2 separate regions of the Mus musculus genome follow, and region 2 is linked to region 1. A link is a contact called in public HiChIP or PLAC-seq data. All regions are on one chromosome and are shown on one strand. The core of a region is the stretch at or near the end of the contact, and the rest is flanking DNA. Distances in the headings are between cores, read along the strand shown.

Region 1 (3,803 bases), core at 104-2,603:
TTTGTTTGGTCAGCTGGTTTTGGTTTTTTGAGATAGGGTTTCCCTGTGTAGCCCTGCCATTCAGATTCCTTCTGTAGACCAGGCTGGCCTCAAACTCAGAGACTGGACTGGCCTGCCTCTGCCTCCTTAGTGCCAAGATTAAAGACATGTGCCACCACCGTTGGGCTTGTTTTTATTTTTAAGACAGGTTCTCATGGCACCCAGCCTGGCCTCAAACCCTCAAAGTAGCTAAGGATAACTTTGATCTGCCGACGCTCCTGTTTCCAGTGCCAAGTGCTTGTGATCACAGGTCCACACCAAGTGCAAGTCCTTTATACAATTCCTGGGTAGAGACTCTCAATTTTCCAATTTGTCTTAGGGCGGGCATATCAAGCACCAGTCTATGAGTATTACTCTTGTACATAGAAAGCCCAAGTTCTATGTGCTCTTGTCCGAATTCCAGTCATCCATGTATACAACACAACCTTCTCTTCGGTAAGCTATGTGGGCCTACCCTACCTGTCTACAGCTCTCAAAACACCCTGGAGCTCCACAAGGTTAAGAACTAAGGATGTCCGGATCGTCCTATGCTCTGTGCCTCTTCCCACCCTTGCTATCCTCCCTAGCAAAGAGCTAAAAAAGTTTGTTGGTCGAATGAATGACAGGCAGCATAAACATGTTGCTTTGTTTATGGAAGACTACAGCAGCCTTCCACCCGCACTCACAAAGGGGTATAGGGATATGATCATAAGCAGCTAGACTTCATGAAGTCATCCCGAAGGTATCAAAATGTAAGTAGCACAAGTGTTTCCCAAATACTGCAACGCCTATTTCCAGCCCGACACGCAGGGGCGCCAGCCAAAGGCTCCAGGTACAGGTCAACCGGGCCGCCAGGAAACCTGTCCCAGTGCCTGAGCCCACCGGAAGCTCTCCAAATGAGAGCAGTCGTAGGAGGTCCGAGAAGGTGAAACCATCAGCCTTGACAGCCAGCCAAGTTGGGATGGGAGCGCCAGTGAGGTTCGGGTCATCAGCTCCTGTTCCCTGTCCAGTCACGCCACACGCGTGGCTTCGTCACCCTTCGGCCTGCAGGGGCCTGAGGCGGACGAGATCTGACCACAGTCCACACTCGGCCACCAAAAGCTGGCCGAGGCCGAGCGGGTCACGGAAACCATCGCTCCCTCAACTAGGAGGAGCCGTTCCCGTGGGACTGGGGGCCAGCGATCCTGGGAAGCGAAGTGCCCTCAGCCCTGGGAACTCACCTGCGGTCCAGCCCGCACACCCCGGACAGGTCCCGCGCTGCGCCCGCTAGCCGGGAGCAACAGGGACGCCGAGGTTCCCAGTGGCCCGCGGGGCGCGCCCGAGGCCCCGCCCACTGGCATCTCTCGGAGAGCAGCGATTGGCTGAGCTCCAGCCAGCTACAGAAGAAAGGAAGCCAGGCACCCGACCCTGCGTTGGACTAAACGCAGAATAGTATAGCGCCCCCTGACGGCTCGGAGGCTCCCCTGTGACGTTGCCACATGCTTGTGAAGAAGAAAAAAGAATAGTCAGCTTTCATTGATCCAAATGAAGTTCATTAGGTGTCTTCCGAGACTTACCTAGGTCGGATATTACTGAAACCGAAAACCCAACCCCTGACCTCCAGAAGCTCCCGTAGCAGAGAATAACCTAGTACTTTCAATCTTCTTGGGATCTGTGCTTTCAGGCTGTGTGTCCTTGGGAACATCATTAATTAATCTGAGCCTCAATTCTTCTGCATAGCGTTAAAACCTTCCATTTCAGCAGGGATGTTGCAAGGGTTAGATAACATCTTGTTTGTAAAATACTGTGCCAGGCACACATCTCGCAGGGAACTAGATTGTAGCGTTAGTGAGTCTACAAATTGCTGAAAGTACCAAGACCCTCTGATCGCAAGTACTCACTCTCCTTCCTCCATGTTTCCCCTGTCCCTGAGCGGAATTATACTTATCACATATAAGAAAAAGCCTCACACCCCAAGCTCTCTAATGGACTACCATAGTCCTGCCTTCTCAACCTGCCCACACTGCTCTCAACCTGACCAGTCTCCTTCCCACTAATAGCATGCTAAAAATCAACGTTTGAAGCCTGTGTGTCCATGTTCTTTCATCTACCTGGAGTGCTCTACCCAGCTTCCCTTAAGTCTACCCAGCTTCCCTTAAGTTAGCAGTGAGCCATTTCTCAAGGTCACGGGTACTCTCACAGGAAGCGTCTTCAAGACTGTACTGTCAAGTTAGAGATTCTTCCTCTTTTAGATCAAAGAGCCCAAAGCTAAGCCTGACAGCGAAGATGGGGAGGAAGAAGCTGCCAGAAATTAGCAACCGTGATTATCAGACCTTGATTACTTGTGCATTGAATCTGTGGGAAGAGATCAGAACAGTCTAGAACACAGGCTGGCATTTAGCCATTCTACAAGCTAGACATTGGCGATACAAATGGGGACTGCCCTCCGTAGTTTCCTGGATGGAGAAGAAACAGGAAGACCCACACAGTGTCATAACAGAGGACACTGTCCGTCCATACAAGAAGAATGAGTGGAGGTTCCCTGGAAGGACAGATCCCTAAGCTGGATCTTAATAGTGACTAGAAGTTCCCTCCAGCAGACCTGGGTAAGCACAGAATCCCCAGCTAAAGTGGAAATGACAGCATTGAGAAGTCCTGAGGCGCAAGACCAGCCTTGGCTCTACACCAAGATCCTATATCAATTAAAGGAGTCAGTTAGCACTTCCAGATCACACAGAACTACAAGCTGAGACCCTGTCTAAAAATAAAGTAAAATACCAAACACTGGAATTAGTTGTTTAATTAATTCAAATCTTGACTCTGTGGCCTGCTAATCTGAGAAAATATATTTATAACCTTTTAAAAATGATTTTAATTATGTGTGTGTAAGGGGGGGGTGCAATGAATGTAGGCACCCATGGAAGTCAGAAGAGGGCGTCAGACACACAGGAGTTTATGAGCTGTCAGACATGGATGCTGAGAACCAAGCTAGGCTCATCTGCAGAGTGGTGTGTTCCTTAACCACAGTACCATCTTATAGACCTATTTGTATTTAAAAAAAAAAAAAACCAGTAAGAAAATACCCTAGGACTGGCCAGATGGCTCAGCAGATAAAGGTATTTGCCACCAAACTGATGGCCTGAGTTTAATCCTCAGGACCCACATGGTTGAAGGAGACTCTCAACTCCTGAAAGTTGTCCTCTGAACTCCCCATAGGGTCTGTGGCTTGTGAGCATACACCCACACACAAATAAATAAAAGGAATAAAAACCTTTAAGACATCCTCTAGGGTTGCTGTTGTAAATCACGCTAGTGTGCAGATAGCGCTTGCCACACCTCTTGGCATTTGCTCAATGAGTGTTTGGTAATGAATCCTTCTTGTCATGTTAAGATTCCCCCAGATTCCTGCTTCTTTCTGCAAGGTTCATCCGAGGCATTACTTCACAAATGGAAAAAAATTCCGAGTAATATCTTCAAGTTGGCCCATTTTGTCACTCCCCAGATCCAGTCTACCTCACCTGTGCTTCTAACTGCCCCTCAAAATCAACACCATCATTTCTTCCCTGGACCATCTTAGCAGTTCCCCACCCCTCAACTGCCCCCCACTGCCATGCCCGTTCCTTTGGCCAAAGGACCCTTTAAAATCTAAATACAACAATGGAGTCCCCAGCTTAGCCACTGATCCCTTCTGACCATGCCATCCATCCTGGGCTGCCCTGTCTAGTTCTAGCTTTCTTCTCCAATCATTCAGAACTCGGTCATCTTTCCAAGTCTTTGCCCACACTAGTCCCTTGACTGGAAGTGGG
Region 2 (3,741 bases), core at 59-2,558, 110 kb before region 1:
CCTCCCGGCTGACTGGCCTTCGCTGAGTCACCCCTCTCCTCTGTACCTCCATTTCCTTTTCTGTTAAATAAACACACCGAGGGCCACTTCGCAGGGCTCCTGGGAGGGGAGTTTCACGAAGGCACCGATGAGCAAATGCCTTCCTGTGTGGCCCAGGGTGAGAGCTAAATAAAGATAAATGGGTTTACAGATTCAAGGTGTCCTTTGGGTCTTGGCCTTTGTACCCTTCCTGAAGTCAAGGGGTTTCCCTCTCCTCTAGAAAAGGAGTATCTAACTTTTCCTCAGGGCTGTTCCAAAGCTAACCTTTTGTCCCAGCTGGAAGTCTGGGCTGTGGGTGTCTGCAGAGATGATGGAGTTTGGCAGAACCGTATGTTGGGATGGAAAACACCCAGACTCTGAGTAAGCGTGGCTGCATCAGAACTCGGACAACTTCAGCTGAGTTCCTAATGCATTGCCTGTGGGGGTCACTGTGAGCAATGGCAAGTACCTGGCACGACCAGAGTTAGCCAGCCAAAAAGGCCACGTACGTGTGAATCACTGCTGTTAGGGAGTGCTCAATAATAAATGCTTGTGTGAAGTGAAGCAGAGGGGCCCTTCCTTGGGTGTACATTATTAACCTTCACTGTCTCTGCTGGACGCAAGCCCAGCACCCCTCTGTAGCCCCTGCTGGACCACACTCCAGCTTCTCCAGAGCCATTTCCAGCAGAAGCCTAGGACCACAGGGCACACAACAAGGTTACAGGCCTGGCACCAAGCCAACAGCAGCCTTTGAAATCACCAGCCTGCATTCCTTGTCTCCAGCAGGGCAGTGGGCCTCGAAAATCCAGGTGGCTTATCTGGGTTCCAAAACAGAAAATATATATTCCCCACCAGCGTGGCACAAGTCACAGGCTGAATCAAGGCTATCCCCTTCCATAAAAACCAGCCGCTAAGGATCTCAGAACCAGTTGCCTGAGGCCAAAAGAGAGAGTTGGGAACCAGGGCACAGGAAGAGGGACACACATGGCAAGCTGAAAGGAACAGGATCTGTGTCACTAGCACCATCCTGTACCTGGACATTTTGATACCAAACTCCAGCCTCCATCACTCCAGTCCCACCCACATACCTACCAACCCAGACAGGCAGGAGGAGGAAGGCGTGGGCCCAAGAGATGAGCCACAGGTGTTTGCTCTGCCACTGTGCCCAGGGAAGTCCTTCTGCCCAGCCTGCCTACCCACTCCAGCACTCTCTCTTGGCTCATTGGCTCAGAAAGCCCCACCCTGCTGGTAAGTGAGGAACAAAAGCTGCCTCCAGGACGGCCTCAGGCAGACAGACAAGCCGGCACCGGAGAGTGAGGACACGGGGACCCAAGAAGGGTGAGGACCGAATACAGCTGGAGACGGCTGTGGGGGGAGGTCCCCGGGGAAACCTAGGGCTGGGGACTTAGCTTCCCAAAGGGAACCAGGGGTGGGCAGGGACCCTGAAAGAACACTAGGAAAACTCCACAGAGGAAAGGAAATGTGCTATACAGAGGACAGAGGACCAGAGGAGAATCCAGAAGAGATTGGGAAAGAGTAAGCCATAGCTCAGTTCAGCTAGGATCCATTGAGAATGCACTGGGCCTGACAAAAAGCTTTGTCCCAGGAGACAGAGACGTCCAGTTTGCCTTCCAGCCTCCAGCAGGCTAACAAGGAAGCCTGGGCCAATGAGGTATGGGTGATGCTCCCTGCAGTGGAAGACAGAGGGGCCTCAGCACGTGTCCCAGGGATACATGGCTGCAGAAACCAGGAGCTGAGTCAGGGATGGTACAAGGACGGCTTGAGATGGAACACCCTAAGTACCCCAGAGCCAGGGAGCACAAGGCTGGGGTACACAAACATGGCCTGTATGAAAATGAGAGACATGACTCTCAGCCAGCCACTAATTAGGCAGTCAGAGAAGAGGGGTGCACCTGGGAAGAAAGATCAGTGGTGGGGCAAAGACCATGCCGGTACCCAGCCCCTGCCTCCTCCTTATCCCTTATACACACACACACACACACACACACACACATACAACATACACACACACACAAACACACATATACACACAAACACATAATACACACATACAAACACACACATACATTCAAACACACAATACACACACATAAACACAAACACACGCACATACATACATACATACACAAACACACATACACATACAAACACACACATACAATCCTTATCCCTTACATACACATATATACACACACAAATGCACACATACAATCCTTATCCCATACACACACAAACACATACATACACACAGCAACACACACATATACAAACACACACACAAACACACAGATGTACTCACACAAACACACAAATACACATACATATGTGCACACACACGAACACATATACATACACACACAAACACAGACATACATACACAAACACACACACACATACACATACACATACCCATGAAATGGTTGGAATTCCAGAGGGACCAACTGTGGTCCAGATCTCAAGACAATAAAAGAGATGAATAAAAAAGAATGCCTGTCTGTTCTGCACTGACACAGCAGGGTGGGAAAGAGGCCAAGCCACACCGATTGCAGAAGAGCCTTTGTTTAGTTTGGAAAGGGATGTCTCACAAAGTTCCAGAGCCACAAAGGAGTAAGGATGGAAACTGCTCTGAGAAATCTCCCAAGGAGTCAGAGTGGGCATTCCCAACCCAGAGCCCTGCCCATGCTGGGTTCAGGAAAAATGCAATGAATCTGACACCCACTTAAGGCCTGCCTACCCTGTCCCTTCTTGCCTTCATCCAGTCCCCAAAGCCATCTGACTCTAGAAGTCTCTGGGCCACTGTGGTTGAGACACGGGTTGGCTGGCAGGGCGTATGTGGTGTTGATCTTCCATGTGCTTGTTACGTTGTAGAAGGAAAGAGATGCTGACTTCCGTCGGAATCTGAAGGCCAAGGTTCAAGACCACCTGTGCTACTTGCTGCTGTGATCTCGGGCAGGAGACCTCTCACCTCTCAGCCATCACACACTTTCCTGTGAAATGGGGACCGTGACCGTCCCACCACTGAGTCACCGTGAATGACGACACAAATGTCCTCATGGTTGTTGTGAAACCATCTAGTCCTCAGCATCATCTACAAAGACATCCATCTGCAGGCTCTCCCAGGCCTCGTGACTCCCAGAGTCTGAGAGGTTAGCACACAAGGGCACACACACACGTCCACGTGAGGCACCGAGGACACAGCCAGCATGAACTGGGGATTTCTCCAGGGAATCCTGAGTGGTGTGAACAAGTACTCCACGGCACTGGGCCGCATCTGGCTGTCTGTGGTCTTCATCTTCCGGGTGCTGGTGTATGTGGTGGCGGCAGAGGAGGTGTGGGACGACGATCAAAAGGATTTCATCTGCAATACCAAGCAGCCAGGCTGCCCCAACGTCTGCTATGATGAGTTCTTCCCCGTGTCCCACGTGCGCCTCTGGGCCCTGCAGCTCATCCTGGTCACCTGTCCTTCCCTGTTAGTGGTCATGCATGTGGCCTATCGTGAAGAGCGAGAAAGGAAACATCGCCTCAAACATGGGCCCAATGCCCCAGCCCTGTACAGCAACCTGAGCAAGAAGAGGGGTGGCCTGTGGTGGACATACCTGCTGAGTCTCATCTTCAAGGCTGCTGTGGACTCTGGCTTTCTCTACATCTTCCATTGCATTTACAAGGACTATGACATGCCCCGAGTGGTAGCTTGCTCTGTGA

The links. HiChIP or PLAC-seq counts read pairs in DNA pulled down with a chosen protein or histone mark.
Region 2: an H3K27ac HiChIP or PLAC-seq map of embryonic stem cells shows a contact between it and region 1, with 9 read pairs. The contact joins the promoter of Gjb4 here to the promoter of Smim12 in region 1. A contact is called at or near these places in 4 of 39 promoter capture datasets (the 3T3-L1 cell line, embryonic stem cells and trophoblast stem cells), 3 of 15 datasets of contacts at CTCF or cohesin (the NIH/3T3 cell line and embryonic stem cells), 52 of 484 Hi-C or Micro-C datasets (B cells, the C2C12 cell line, the Patski cell line and 13 more), 14 of 115 datasets of contacts at active chromatin or transcription factors (embryonic stem cells, large pre-B cells and pancreatic cancer cells) and 3 of 9 other capture datasets (adipose tissue, embryonic stem cells and liver).

What each region holds. Positions count from the first base shown.
Region 1 is chr4:127,241,334-127,245,136 of GRCm38.p6, reverse strand. Smim12 (small integral membrane protein 12) reads right to left here and starts at 1,353. Exons shown (of 2, transcript NM_030252.2): 1 at 1,239-1,353.
Region 2 is chr4:127,351,648-127,355,388 of GRCm38.p6, reverse strand. It overlaps Gjb4 (gap junction protein, beta 4), which reads left to right and starts at 1,308. Exons shown (of 2, transcript NM_008127.4): 1 at 1,308-1,356; 2 at 2,908-3,741. The coding sequence starts at 3,243. It overlaps Gjb5 (gap junction protein, beta 5), which reads left to right. Exons shown (of 2, transcript NM_010291.3): 2 at 1-580.